Regions from separate parts of the Mus musculus genome. Here region 2 is linked to region 1. A link is a contact called in public Hi-C data. All regions are on one chromosome and are shown on one strand. Each heading gives the region's core, a stretch centred on a gene start, on an enhancer-like site or on the middle of the called end of the contact. The rest is flanking DNA. Distances are from core to core; before and after follow the strand shown.

What was found. A called contact is a pair of places that touch in the nucleus more often than the background predicts.
Region 2: a Hi-C map of cerebellar granule neurons shows a contact between it and region 1, with 2.4 times the contacts expected there. The contact joins two enhancer-like sites. A contact is called at or near these places in 5 of 484 Hi-C or Micro-C datasets (the N1E-115 cell line, cerebellar granule neurons, cerebellum and 2 more) and 1 of 115 datasets of contacts at active chromatin or transcription factors (embryonic stem cells).

The regions. Positions count from the first base shown.
Region 1 is chr16:5,910,464-5,913,880 of GRCm38.p6, reverse strand. It overlaps a transcript of Rbfox1 not described here. Among named protein-coding and RNA genes, the nearest start is that of Gm52234, 34 kb to the left of the region's middle. Within about 2 kb of position 1,735, at least 46 of the 459 cell types and tissues checked have an H3K27ac peak or open chromatin away from gene starts, as enhancers often do. A contact at or near this core is called in cerebellar granule neurons and cerebellum, where this site is marked.
Region 2 is chr16:6,425,570-6,428,883 of GRCm38.p6, reverse strand. It overlaps a transcript of Rbfox1 not described here. Among named protein-coding and RNA genes, the nearest start is that of Gm36824, 320 kb to the right of the region's middle. Within about 2 kb of position 1,378, at least 4 of the 459 cell types and tissues checked have an H3K27ac peak or open chromatin away from gene starts, as enhancers often do. A contact at or near this core is called in cerebellar granule neurons and cerebellum, where this site is marked.

The sequences.
Region 1 (3,417 bases), core at 486-2,985:
AGCAAGGCATTGATTCTTGGAGAGAAATTTGCACTATCTAGAAGAAACTATTGCTACCTGTATCAGTAACTGCGCTGTGGCTGTGATAAAGTACTATGACCAGAAGCAACTTCAAGGAGAAAGAATATGCTTTGGTTTCAGGTTCTAAAGAGGAAGCCCATCATGTTTGGGAGGCATGGCAGCACTCGGCCCAAGTAGGAAGCCGGCTGATTGCATTGTATGCACATACAGGATGCAGAGAGGGCACGCAGGAAGTGGGGCAGGGTTATGAATCGCCAAGCCCCTACACAGTGAGGCTCTAACGCACAGTGTCTACAGCCTCCCTAAACCAAACAGCTGTGCTAACTGGGGACTGAGTGTTCACAGCTGAGCCCATGGGGGACATTTATCATTCCAGCCGTCACACTATCACTTTGACTTGACGTACATATATTTCTGTTTCCAAAAGTGCAAGGACCCTCCAAATGCACAAAGGCCCCATGCTCTCTGGGTTTGGGAGGGAAAATAAAGACCTGATCATTTAACATTCATAAGCATTGAGCAGTGGTTTAAAGGTGTAAGTCAGAGACGAAAAGAGCGGCATCTAAGCTCAGCTGCTCAGAGCCGCCTGGCTTCAGCCTGTGAGCTCTTCAGCCAGCTTCCTCAGATGTGACAGATAATGGCTCCTCCCTGGAGCCGTAAAAAGAGATTCAATCAAGTCAGGTACAGCAATGTCACCATAAAATGGGAGCATACATTAACAAAGCTGTATTTATATTAAGTTAAAACTAAAAATTCTGCAAAGAAATTTTCTGAAAGTCTTTTTCTGAAATTTTCTGAAAGTCACAAAGCCTGACATCATAGCTTCTAAGGGGGCTGAGGCAGGAGGATGGCAAGTATAAGACCTGGGCCATAGAGATGAGTTCAAGTCCAGCCTAAGCAACGTAGTGAGCTTAAAATAGAAAGTAAGAGAGCTGCTCTGTGGGGGAACAGCTCACCTGGTGTACACCCAGCACTGCTAAATGGTGAGGGGCTAGCCTCCATCACCCTGTCTGTGTTTGTCTGTGTGTCAATCTGTCTGTCTCTTCCTCCCTGCTTCCCAGGGATAGATGCTCGTCTTCCATCATGGGTTCTGTGGAATTGAACTCTGGCTTTCCCTTTGTGCTGCAAGCACCTCTCCCTCTAAACCATCCCTCCTGCCTTTCTACTGGTCTTGCGTGCCAATCCTTCCTCCTTTCTCCGGGTATCCATTCTTTTTCCTTAGCTCTCTATTATAAGTGAGCATTTGAGCATTTCCTCTATCATGTAACAAAATGGGTTCTCGGTGTAGCTGTCTGAGTTCCAATTCCAGATTCCAATCTTTTTCTGGCTGTGGAACCCCAGGGAAATTGTTTCATCTCCCCAGATATTTCTTTTTTTCATGAATCAAGTGGGCATAGCAAGAAACCCACCTCACCTCCCTGTTCTGCACTCTGGTAGGGTTAAGTGACTCTGTGCACATAAAAAGCAAACCCTTTAAAACAATACAGAATGCAGTGAATAGTCCACACAGCAAAGACCACAGTGCCCATGATGGCTTCTCAGTCAGCCCAGTCCCCTCCTCCCTAGAGACTGAGGAAGGTGACTTCCCTCACTCCAACCCATTCCATTTGGAATTTAACACTCCCATCTGTGAGGAAGCAGCCTGTAGCCCTCACTTCCTTTGCTGTCTCTGCTCCCCGCTGGCCCTGCCCTTGTTGCAGATGGAAGGCAGCCAGGCTCTGCATGCTCATCCCCCAAAGCCTGGAGTTTTCTAAAGCTCTGGTCATGTGGCATCTGGCCTCTTTCCTCAGGAACACAATTCAAAGGGGTAAGCCTTTCAGAGAAATCTCATCTCTCATCAGCTGCCAGGAACAACCACAGGGAGAGAATCTAAAAGCTGCACTCTCCCTCCGCTGCCACCCAGGCAAGGGAGCCTGCCTTTGAGACAGACATGGGGCAGGAGAGATGGCCATGTTGAGTGCTTGTGTAGGGTTAGATTGTGTGGGGTTAGAATAAGAAGGCTGTCCTGAGGAACACAGACACACAGACACACAGACACAGACACACACAGAGACACACAGACACACAGACACAGACACACACAGAGACACACAGACACACAGACACAGACACACACAGAGACACACAGACACACAGACACAGACACACACAGAGACACACAGACACACAGACACACACACACACACACACACACTCAAACACGTGCTCAGTTAATTATAAATAACACTATTGAGGGGCTGGGTTATTGCTATTCTTCCAGAGAACAAGGGTTCAATTCTCAGCACCCCCACAGTGGTTCACAACAATCTTTAATTCCAATTCCAGGATACCCTCTTTTGGTATAAGTGAGCACAAGGCACTCTAGTGGTGCCTACATGATGACATAGAAGCTGAGAAATACTTGTGTGTGTGTGTGTGTGTGTGTGTGTGTGTGTGTGTGTGTGTGTGTGTGTGTTATAAAAGAACAATTGAAGAGCTGGGAAGATGACTCAAGGTTAGGACCTGAGTTTGACTTCTAGGACCTAGATAAAAAGCTGGGTGTAGTGCTGTACATTTGCAATCCCAGCACTGGGGGTGGGAGGAGGTAGGTGGACCTTGGCTAGATAGCCTCACCTATTGGTAAACACTGGTCCCAACCAACATGCACGGCTCCTAATGAATTACACCTTCACATGAGTGCACACATGGTCATATGCACCTGCATGCACAAAATGTTTCTGCAGACACACACACACATACACACAAACTTAGCCTTCCTTTGTCTCTCAAGGTACATTAGCATCTACTGAATTTTCTCATTGGATTCTTCTCTAATTCCAACAGCAGGCATCCTTCGTTGGCAACCTTGCCCAGCATCGAGGAGAGTGCCAGCCCACACATGTCTCCCTTCCCCACATCCATTAACACTACTCACCATATACTTAGACATCTGGCCAATGAGGCAGCACGCTCATCCCCCACCCTCCATCATCAACTGGCAGAATATCTGTTTCCTCACAATTTGTCCGTCTAAGAGAGACACTGAGATAAAGCTGACATCATTTCAAATCACACTGACTCTGGCCAGATGTCCTATGTCTGCGAATAATATTTGCTAAAGTTTGCATTTGTTTTAATGCTGAAATTGCTGCAGAGGTTACTTTGAGTCTAAGATTTGGGGACCCAGGCCAGGAAAGGGCTAGAGGATGGGGAACAAAGAGAGCCTTCCTAACCTTGGGCCAGTCTTCCTTTAACGTTCTGAAGGTAGGAAAGTCCTCTCTTTCCAGCATTCTCTGTGCTCCCTTGCCTTGCAAACTGAGGCTAAGCCATGAGGATAGCAAGTTCAAAGCCAGCCTTCACAACTTGGTGAGACTCTGCCCCAAAATAAACAGTAAAAACAAGACTCAGAGGTAAGTA
Region 2 (3,314 bases), core at 129-2,628, 520 kb before region 1:
TTCCAGGATGCAGTACACTGGGGAAGTCCAGGTAGGGACCATGGAGGAACAGTCTGTGGGCTCATACCCTGGCCTATTCTTAGCTAAATCCCTTATACATCCCAGGACTACCTTACCAGAAAATGAATGGTGCTACTCAGACCAACATCAATTAATAATCAAGACAGCACCTCCGGACATGCTCACAGGACAATCTTATTTGGGCAGTCCCTCAACTGAAACTCCCTTCTCAGGTGTCTTTGGGGTGTGACAATTAAAACTTAGTCAGAAACCACTCCAGCAATTTGTTCATTCCTTCTCTTACAATCTGAAGGGAAAGACTCAATAAAAGGAAGGAACACATTTACAGCATTGCTCAGTATAGAAACCCATGTGAGTACTGATCCTGCTAGATCAAGGTCACCTCATTGAGGTTCTTGGAAACCATGGCTCTCAGAGTTGTCCCCACTCTCCAATGTGGCGTTTGCAGTAGTCGCATCTACCTTCCTCTCCAGTTTTTGGTTCCCCTTGGAAGAACAGCTCATATCATTAAGAGGAAGAGGCTCTGACAATTTCCAAAGAAGCCTTTGGGGAATAGACCCCTTTTGTTTGTAGTTATCAAAACAAATTACGCGCTACATGCCTGAAAGGATGTTGACTTCAAGATGTCTTCCCTGGGGACCCTCAAAGTCGCAAATGTGAATTCTAAACCTTTGTCTTATAAAGGCCAATCTGAAATGTGCGCTGATCTGAATAGGGCTTGCTCCTTAGTGATCAGGGAGGACTCTATATTTGGAACACAATAACACCATTTAGAAAGCAGGGCGCTCTGGGTCCCTGATTAATGAACTGAAGCGCATCTCTACAATCCAGGGCCCTGCAGCTTGGAGTCAAAGCCATGCACAATACTTCCTTCTCCCCACCCGACCCCTCCCGGACCTAGCCGCAAAAGATGGTATTTCAAAGTCAGTTCAGTCTATAGAAGTAAAATAGTTATAATAATTGAGGAAAAATATTAGTGATTTCCATGCTTAAACAAATGGCACATGGCACATAAATTGCACCATCTGCTATGACTTTCCCCGAGTAGGAAGCTGGCAAATATTGTATAATCATCTACATATGACAGATAATTTCCAGCCAAGTCTAAATAAAAAAGTGCTTTGTCTTCAGGCATCATTTTAAAAAGCCAGAGACATAAGGTAAACAATCAAATGTTATCTCACTGTTTACTTTCCCCATCAAACACACACAAAACTGGTTTATGGACATGTATATATTACTATACATAGATAAAGACTTGATGATATTTTAAAAATTTTTTCTTTATGTGTGTGTGGGCACATACTTGCAAATGGATATGCTTGCAGGTGCCCTTGCCAACCAGAAGAGGATGTCAGGTCCTCTGGAGCTAGAGTTGCAAGTAGTTGTGAGCTGACCAATGAAGATGCTGGGAAGCAACTTGGGAACTCCAGAAGAGAAGAAAGCACTCTGAACCGATAAGCCGTCTCTCCAGCTCCAGACACAGCATACTAAATTTATGCTTAGGAAGCACATATGAGCACAAGCTTAGTCTATCATGCTTTAGTTTCTTCCTCCATTTTCTTCTCTCTCTTTTTTTTTTTTTTTTGAAAACTCAATTCAATGAATCCATTCATTTGTCTGCATGTCGGAAAGAGGATCATACTAGGTAGAGAAAGCTGCCCTTGATCCCCTGGTTGCCCCTCATGTATGCAAAGATTACATATCTACCCACCCACACTAGTTATAAATATCTGGACTCTGTATAATAACACCCTATTTAATGTACTTTTTGCTTACATTTATTTGTTTACTTGTGGTTGGGGAGGACATGTTCCAGCATGTATGTAGAGGTCAGAGAACACTTGTGAGGGTCAATTCTGCTCAGGTCATCAACACTAGTGGCAAGGACCATTATTTACTGAACCTTCTTACCTCTGCTCCACTGAATTTATATTTTAACCTGTACGCAGAAAGGCTTTCTGTTCAATTCTTGTTGGCTCACAGTACCATGAGAATTAAAGCAATAAAAATATTCAATATTAGGGAATAAATGTATGTTTCGGTGGAGGAGGTATGAGGCACCATGGGGATAATTTGCACAAACTGAAAAAAATAAATCCACTGTCAATGAAATCGTGTCCTTGCAGAACTCTTGAAGTTCCCTAATATAGAACAGAATTAGTGTAGTCAGATTTCATTTAAGCACAAGGCTTGGCCGTCCATTATTTAAACAGCACTGTCAGTCATGAAAGAATACTTCAAGCACATGACAACACAATTCTTCCCACACTGAAGGTTGCCCTCTAAATCAGAAGAGAACGTAAGGGCTTCCTAAGGACTCCTTCTCAAACAAATTACAGTCTGGCCGCACCAAAATGAATTTTATTATTGAGGACAAGTGAATTGTACAGTACTTATAGCAAACACATTAGAGGATTAAAATTGATTGAAGGAGATTGGATTTGAAAAGATATAAATAGGGAAGACATGAAAAATCTGCTCAAAGTGAACTTATCAAAACAGCAGTGGAATTCAGGCATCAGCCATTTGCCTCTGGAAGTCGCTTCCTGGTTGTCTATAGAGAGCGTAATGGAAAGGCTGCAGGGTGGTGGCACTATGTGATAATACACTATGGATGCAAGATAAGTGCTCACAGGGGTACACACTAATGTAGAAAGACTACATCATGGTAGTAGTACTGTGAGGATGGATTGTGGATGCGAGATGGAATGTACAAGCTCACACAAACAAGCCATGGAACCACAATGGCCAATTTTCCATCTTTCTGTGTATCAACCACTTGATGTGACTTCAAAAGAAGTTTCAAGTAATGGTAAATAGAATGTATATTCAGGGGTTTTCTGCCTTTTTCTGATTATCTGCAGGAATTTCACATTTCTTCAATGTGGATTGACTATGGGGTGATCATCATACAATGATTGACAATCCTTTGTACCCTGTGTTTAACATTCTTCTATTAGCTTGCCATAAGCACAGGTACTAGACCCTAGCAGCAACCCAATGTGCCATGCACTACCAGTAACACAAAAGTTCCCTTGTCTCCAGCACACAAGGACATCAAGAGACATAGAATTCAAATCTCAAGCTGCCCAGTTGAGGCAAGAGCTCATTTGCAAAATGCTTGTTTTACCAGCAACTGAGTAAGAGTTCAATCCCCAGAGCCCATGTAAGAAAAGCTAAATGTGGCACTGTATATATTTGTAATATACACTGTGGGGAGGTAGGGACAGGTGGGTCACTGGGGCTTGCTGGCCACCCAGCCTCACCTATTTGGACAGATTAAGGCTCAT